Linked DNA regions of Mus musculus: region 2 is linked to region 1. A link is a contact called in public HiCAR-type data. All regions are on one chromosome and are shown on one strand. The core of a region is the stretch at or near the end of the contact, and the rest is flanking DNA. Distances in the headings are between cores, read along the strand shown. Region 1 has its middle 26 kb from the start of Prkcq. Region 2 has its middle 14 kb from the start of Rbm17.

Region 1 (3,995 bases), core at 771-3,270:
ATCCCTGGATAGCCTGGAACTCTCAATGTAGATAAGGTTGGCCCCGAACTCAGAGACTGCATGCTTCTGCCTCTTGAATGTGGAGACTAAAGGCATTTGCTACCTACTAGCACTTTTGTCTTCTATTCAGTCATATCTTTATTCCTTTAAGAAGGAAGTATTTGTTGAGCATTAGTCAGAGAATGTAGGTGTAGAGGTTAAGGCCACACATTCTGTTCTAAGGCTAAGAACAGGGAATGAAGGGAGATACTAGGATATAACATAGCACTGGGAAACCAGAACAGTAAGAGAGAGCCAAGGAAGGGTCCCTTGGTGAGGAATGGGAGAAAAGCCTTTTGGGAACATTTTAGAGAACATTTCAGAAGGTAAGTCTTTTTCTAATGCTTTTCTTAACATACATTAATTATGCACCATAATGAATAGTTATGATGGTTTCATGTATATGTACAGTGTTTTTTGTTCATATTTACTCCATTACTCCATCTCGTCACCTTCCTGTTCCTGATGATCCCTTCAATGAGGCTCAGTCTAAGAGATAAGTGGAAGTCCCCCATATTTAAAACAAATGTGTTGATGGAAAGAGGACCAAAGGGCTTCGAGAGAACACTTTGCATTCTGGGAGCTGCTGGGAACAGGTGTCTTGCAGTGACAGTAGTGAGTTAATGGGACTTTAACTGGGATCACACGAGTATTGTTTCCCTGGAATAGAATATCAGCTACAGCAATGGAATCTCCCACATGGGGGATATACATTACACGCTAGCGATTGCTAACTGGATTTTAGGATACTGTGTTAATCTTTGTAAAGCTTCATTTTACAGCAAAGGATGTTGTCAAGATGAGCTTTGACCTCGTCTTGGCTGTCTCCTGTGTCCCCTTGGTGCTATCACCCAATGGGATTCAGAAGCTGTCCTCCTTTCCTCAGACCCATGGTGCTGATCAAATAGTGTTAGTTTGTGAAAACCTTGGAGATTTCAATATGAGTCTTTAAGAAGAAAGCTAGGATCAATAATGATACTGATAATCTCTACTGCACCATTTACACAAAATGTCCAGAATAGTTAAACCCATAGAAAACAAAACAGGAGATTATCAGTTCTCTAAGAGTGATCACAGAAGAAAAAGAGACACAACTTATTCAAATGTAATAAAAATATTCAAAAATTAATTGTGGTGATGGTTGCCCCAAACAGAACACATAGAAAATCATTATATTATACACATCAAATGCATTCTTCTCATGATAAATAAATTGTGTTTCAATAAAGTGGTTACTATCCAAAATAAATAATGAAATAAGGGGTGTTGAAATTTATATAATGCCATGAAGTGGTGGCATAAATCAGGCTAGGCCACATATTTGATCATATGAAAGGTGGCAGTCCTTATGAGAAGAAGAAGACTTAATGAGGCAGAGGGATGGAAATCCTCTGGGCATGAAGAAGTGGAAATGCTTTGTAGGGAGAAATTAGTCCAAGTGTTATAATGTGTGAGGGTCAGAAATCTGGACTGATCTGGACTTTAGTTCAGGAAGATGGGGAGGTAGAGCCGGCTCATGGCATGGACCCCTAGCTTGTGGCTCCTAGTCACCTGTCCTTCCCTGGGGTCAGGCAGCTGGCTGAGATCTACATTATAGTGATTACCTCATCCTTATGTCTGCTCAGAGTTCCAGGGAACTGGATGAAACACTGGGTAAACTTGGTAAAAATAAGAGTTCTATAGGTTAGCTGGCAAGATGCTAAAGATTTTCACTTTGACATGTTCATTTAGTTTTGCAATTTCTGTTCTGTTGTTTGGCTTACATTCAATGTTTTAATTTGTTAGAATTTACATCTGCAAACATATACAAGGGTCTGAGTGGAGACTTTTCAAAATAAGATATGAGAAGAAAGAGGCAACGTCTGCGTGTAGACCTATAGACATTTCTGATAATTTGGGGACATGATGAGCAACTGCCAACGTGTGAGTCATTCCACTGTATCAGTACAACAAAGGGCTCACAAGAAAGAAATCTGTGTGTTCACATTTACAATGGAAACTACTCATCAATGGACTGTATGGGTCATTGAAGGTGTCTTACTCCTTTTAGCATCCTTCCTTGAAAACAACTTACAGATGCAGGCATGGCTCCTGCAAAATTAAGTTCATTTTGCTACAAAATTGGATGGATGAATGTGCTAATTGGTTGAAATAACCATTGGGCTCTAAAAACAGTACAAAAGCACTTGTTAAAAAGAGTCACTTTTAGCTTGCAGCCAACCTTTGGACTGAGTGTGGGTTCCCCAATAGAGGAGTTAGAGAAAGGACCGAAGGAGTTGAAGGAAATTGTAACCCCACAGGAAGAACAACAATATCAACCAACCAATCCCCAACCAACCAGGGACTAAGCCATCAACAAAGGAGTACACATGGCTGCAGCTGCATATGTAGCAGAGAAAGGCCTTGCCATGCATCAATGGGAGGAGAGATCCTTGGTCCTATGAAGGCTCCATAGATACCCCAGTGTAGGGGAACTGAGTGTGGGGAGGTGGAAGTGGGTGGGTGTTTGAAGAAACACCCTCATAGAAGCAGTGGGGGAGGATGGGATAGGGGTTTTGAGGGGCAGGGGGCTGAGAAAGGGGATAACATTTGAAATGTAAATAAAGAAAATATCAAAAAAAAAAGAGTGTGTGGAAGGTATTGTGGGTGATAGGTGAGAAGTGACAGTTGACTCACTGCAGAAACAAAACAGAACCAAACCAAACCAAACAAAACAAAAAAGAGCCACTTTTAGAGAGGAATGTTTCTTGAGGTAGGTTAGTATCTAGGAGTAAAATTCACCAGCCCCAAAGGGAAAAGTTACATATCACGCTATTAAGTGCTGTGCTCTTAAACAGTGTATGTTGATATAGTGATGCTGTAACGGTGATGCTGATATAGGTTGCTACCTCATCTATCTTGATTTGCGTTAGGTCCTTTGTAAGAGCAATGGTTAAGAGTGATTCTCAGCTTCATAAGATCTAGAATGTAGAAGACAGATCTCTGGAGTGTCTTTGAGATAGTTTCTAGACTGAGGTAATTGAAGGTGGAAAACCCATCCTGACTGTGAGTGACACCCTCCCATGGGGTGACTATAAAGCGGAAAGAAGTTGGTAACTACGAAAACCACCATGCCACCATTGTATCAGTAGGCATGTCTTGCCAAGCCAAATATTACTATATCTCACAAAGTTTATATCTGAGCAAGGCTGTTGATAAACTTTTCTCCCCTGGGAGTCTACATAGTCTTCCAGTACTATAAAAGAAAGCTGTCCAAAGTAAGAGAAGGTTTCCAGGTTAGTACCATTTTCCAGTCCTGTGACAAAAGTGTGTATCCATCTCTCTTGAATAAAAAGGGGGACACCTGATGAGCAGCAGCTGGCACGTCTCTCTGCTTCCTGACTGCAGATGTCTTGTCCTGTGACCTTTGGCTCCTCGTGTTCCGTCTGACACACATTCCCCACTATGTATGAAGGACTGTATCTTTAAACTGTAGCCAAAATACACTCCTACTAAAATACACTTCTACTAAAATATATTTCTACTCCCGTAAGTAGCCTTTCTTAGGTATTTTGCTGCAGCAACAAGAAGAGTGACAGATGAAGTAAGCTTTAGGGTGAAAAAACTCAATTCATTCTTTCTTAATAACCTACCAGAACTTGAGGGCAAGACCCACTTTAACACACACCCACTTTAACTAGTCACAGGACCAGGAAGTATCAAGCAGGTACTAACCTGGAAGTCTCCTCTTGATGGACAGCTTATGCAGCATTTCAAGGTACAATGCAGACTGCCAGGGGAGAAAAGTTATCCCCAGCCTTGCTCAGAGACAAACTTTGTGAGATACAATAATATCTGGCTTGGCACGACATGTCCACGGGTGCAATGGCGGCCCAGCATTTTCAGTGGTAACCAACTTCTTTCTGATTGGACCTAAAACCTGCTTCACAAGAAGAAATTCACTCCTGGTACTGAAT
Region 2 (3,995 bases), core at 956-3,455, 470 kb before region 1:
CATATATACACCACACACTCCACATAAAAACTAACTAAATAAATGTAATACTTTAAAGTGTCATGCTGCCAATATAAAACAACACAGAGGAAAAACAAACCAATTTATTCTAAAAGGGAGGAATGAGGTAGATCACGAAACGGTTGACTAAAGCAAGACTGAACCACAGGCAGATACCAAACCCAAAGCTCTATGTCTAGTGTCTAGAATACATAGGTTTGGGTAGCCATGCCCCTGTGACCCTGCCACCTGCAGCACACATAAGACAATACTATAGACAACCACTTCTGAGTCAGAATTGCAATGATGTCTTTGGCAAACTACTCTAGTCTCCTTTGGCCAGGAGCTGCTAAGTGGTTCAGGCTGAGGTACAATCAGCCTAGGTAGGTGGGACTGTGTGCCCCTGTGCTCCTGGGTGGCCTTCATGTCTGCTATGCTTGCCCTTTCACTCAGTGACTACATGCTAGCACTTTGATGATCCACAGCCATGACTGACACACCATGGTGTTTTCTGCTGAATTGTTTTAGTATGCTTTTCGTGGTGGAAGCTTTCTGGAATCAAAGACATGAGACACAAAGGTGTTCATGCCCCCACAAAGCATAGCTTCTTTCAATCTGCCCATGTGAAGGACTGTCCTTCTAGGCCATCCCAGGTGCAGCTGTAAGGCCCCCTGCAGCCTATTTCCATGTGATTACATGTTGGGTGGCATGTTGGGGGTGGTGGGGAATGTGGATGCCAGAAGTTGACTGTATTGCTTGATTGTAATCCTCTTTAGTTATTAAGTTTTTCACTGAACCTTAGTATGGTCCAGTTAGCTGGCTTATCCCAGCAATCCCCTGTCTCCTCCCAAGTGCTAGGATTATAGGAGAACCACCACACCCAGTGGGCTTTTACATGGGTGAACTCTGGTCGTCATGTTTTCGTAGCAAGTGCTGTGTCTTTGAGCCATTTCCTCTGAGCCCAATATATCAATATGTTAGACTCAGACTTGAACATTGTTAGTAATAAAGATACATAGAGCTAGGAGATAGCTGCATGGGTAACGTGCTTACTGCACAGGCGGAGGGCCCTAATTTAATTCCCTAGACTCGAATAAAAAGCCTAGTGTGGTGGCATGTGCCTGTCATACCCATGCTAGCGGTGGCTCACTGGCCAGCCAGTCTAGCTGAATTGGTAGGTCTAGGTAAGTGAGAAATCCTGTCTCAAAAAAGAAAGAACAAAGATAGAGAGTGACCGAGGAAGACATCCAACATTAATTCACATCCCGCCCCTCCTGCCAGGAAGTGAACAGCCCTCCTCTGCTGAGCACCCACCAATATGTCTTATTATACCTCTAAAGCACTAGAGCCAACCAGCTGTGAACCCAGACTTTCAACCCTGCAACCCAAAGCAAACCTTTTGTCTCTTTAAGCTTATTATCTCAGGTATTTGTTTATAGTAACAGAAAGCAGATGAACATCACTATCTCTCATAAGCTCGGAAAGAAGTCAAACCCAGGACCTGTGGAGTTGGTCATTTATGAACTTTGACCAAAACTTCCCAAAGTTGTCCTTTCTTCATTTGTGAATGAGTAACAGCTCTTGGAAGAAATAAATTAAATATGTAACTCCTTCCTTCTGGGGTTTGGTGTGTACAGAGGGCTTGATAATGGCCTCATTTGTTAAAGTGGGGATAAGGAGAGAGTTCCAGTGAGACTCTACACTGAAAACTAAACCTGGCAAGGTCAGAAACATGCCTGGGAGAGAGCAACAGTGCCATGCTCCTCATAAAATTGTCTTCCCATAAATCAGCTGAATGTACAGACCAACCACACCAGCCTCTGCCAGGCAGAGCTTGGTTCTCATTACAACTCAGTACTCACCATTTGTATAACTTCAGGGAGTTCTCTAACCTCCATGTGACTGGGAATAAATATGACGGCTGATGCTAAGGTTCCTAGCTGCACTCCCCTGCTACCGTTTTAACCACGTTTTAACGTCTGAGCCAGAGCCATGCCATCTTGCATCATTTCTGCCCCAGAGAGTGAGAAGTGTGTGACTCAAAGGGTTACTAATCCCTCGAAACCCTCAGATGACAGATAAACCCATTTCCCGATCATGCCCCACCTTGGCTTACATTGGCTTTGATGACCTGATCACATACTCTGGGGACCACATGAAGGTCGACATTCAGAGCTGTACTACCCATCAAAGACTTGCTTCTGTTCATGTGTATTGCGGATGAGGTAAATGACACTAGGGGAAGGATGACGGACCTCCATGCAGACATCACTCAGACCAAGTGCCTTCTTATGCTGTTTGAGGGTGGGAACCTCATGATTAGAAGGATGAAGACATTTATCATGTCACTTTAGGTGTATGCATACAGGAGCTTGGAATTAAAAATAGCCTCACATAAGGCACATAACTTGTAAGAGTGGCCAACCAATGACTGGTTCAGTGTGAGACCCATACCATGAGAGGGAGCCCACTCCTGACACTGTCTGTATGGCCAGGATCCAGAGGCTGGATAGCCCTGAGACCTAGCACAGAAGGAAACATAACTGGGGTGGGGGGAAGACAATAAAAGGATTCCTAATGGTGTTCTACTGTACTTGTAGACCTGAAGCTAGCACAATCACCATCAGAGAGGCTTCATCCAGCAAGAGATGGGAGCAGATGTAGGGACCCGCAGTCAAACATTAGGCGGACCTTGGGGAATCCTACAGAGGAGAGGAAGGAATAAGGATTGGAGGAGCCAGTGGGGTCAAGAACCCCACAAGAACACAGCCCAGAGAATCAACTAAGCAAAGCTGAAAGGTGCTCATAGAGACTGAAGCAACAAGCAGAGAGCCTGCATGGGTCTGAACTAGGTCCTTTATATGTGTATTATGGTTGTGTAGCTTAGTGTTCTTCTATGACTCTTAACAGTGGGAAAAGGGACAGTCTCTGACTCTTTTGCCTACTTTTGGGACCCTTTTCCTCGTACTGGGTTGCCTCATCCAGCCTTGAAATGAGGGTGTGTTCTTAGTCTTACTATGACTTGTTATGAGGGGTTCAGTTGCTATACCTGGAAGGCTTGCTCTTTTCTTTTATTTTTATTAGATATTTTCTTTATCTCCATTTCAAATGCTATCCCAAAATTTCTCTATACCCTCCCCCCACCCTGCTCCCCTACCCACACACTCCCACTTCTTGGCCCTGGCTTTCCCCTGTACTGGGGCATATAAAGTTTGCAAGACCAAGGGGCCTCTCTTCCCAATGATGGCCAACTAGGCCATCTTCTGCTACATATGCAGCTAGAGATATGAGCTCTGGGGGTACTGGTTAGTTCATATTGTTGTTCCACCTATAGGGTTGCAGTCCCCTTCAGCTCCTTGGGTGCTTTCTCTAGCTTCTCCATTGGGGGCCCTGTGTTCCATCTTATAGATGACTGTGAGCATCAACTCCTGTATTTGCCAGGCACTTGTAGGTGTGCCCTTTTAGGGGGAACTCTACAGGTCTAGTGGGTCTAGTGACAAAATTTTAAATGTCCAAAAACAGTCTTCTAAAAATAACAGCATTTTTTTATGAGTTGTATATGCATAAACCATTGCAAATTTGAGAATTTACAGTATCTGAGGGATGAACAATTTTAAGTAATTGTAAGCTCTGAGATATATATTGATAAATATACAAATTAAAGCTTGATTATTCAACATTTTAAAACACCATCTACAGTACACAATTTAATTATCTGTTCTGAAGCAGGAGGAAACTCAAAAGAATAAGCATGTGATTCAATTCACATGTACTTTTCTCCCATAGAAGGGTTGTTTTTAAACACAGTAAATGGGATGCATGCATGCATGAATTTATAGAAGGTACAAAAGCATGCATAAAAACAATTTTTAACTTATCTTTAGGATGATGACTATCAATTTTATTTAAAATGATGGTATGCGATAGGACAAATATCAATATTCTGCAATAATCAATTTAATTGCTATTTGGAACAAGGAACAGACACTTTGTCG

Evidence for each region. HiCAR-type assays count read pairs that join an accessible place to other places.
Region 2: a HiCAR-type map of Th17 cells shows a contact between it and region 1, with 7 times the contacts expected there. The contact joins two enhancer-like sites.

The regions. Positions count from the first base shown.
Region 1 is chr2:11,144,851-11,148,845 of GRCm38.p6, reverse strand. No RefSeq gene overlaps it. Among named protein-coding and RNA genes, the nearest start is that of Prkcq, 26 kb to the left of the region's middle. Within about 2 kb of position 2,020, at least 4 of the 459 cell types and tissues checked have an H3K27ac peak or open chromatin away from gene starts, as enhancers often do. A contact at or near this core is called in Th17 cells, where this site is marked.
Region 2 is chr2:11,615,156-11,619,150 of GRCm38.p6, reverse strand. No RefSeq gene overlaps it. Among named protein-coding and RNA genes, the nearest start is that of Rbm17, 14 kb to the right of the region's middle. Within about 2 kb of position 2,205, at least 18 of the 459 cell types and tissues checked have an H3K27ac peak or open chromatin away from gene starts, as enhancers often do. A contact at or near this core is called in Th17 cells, where this site is marked.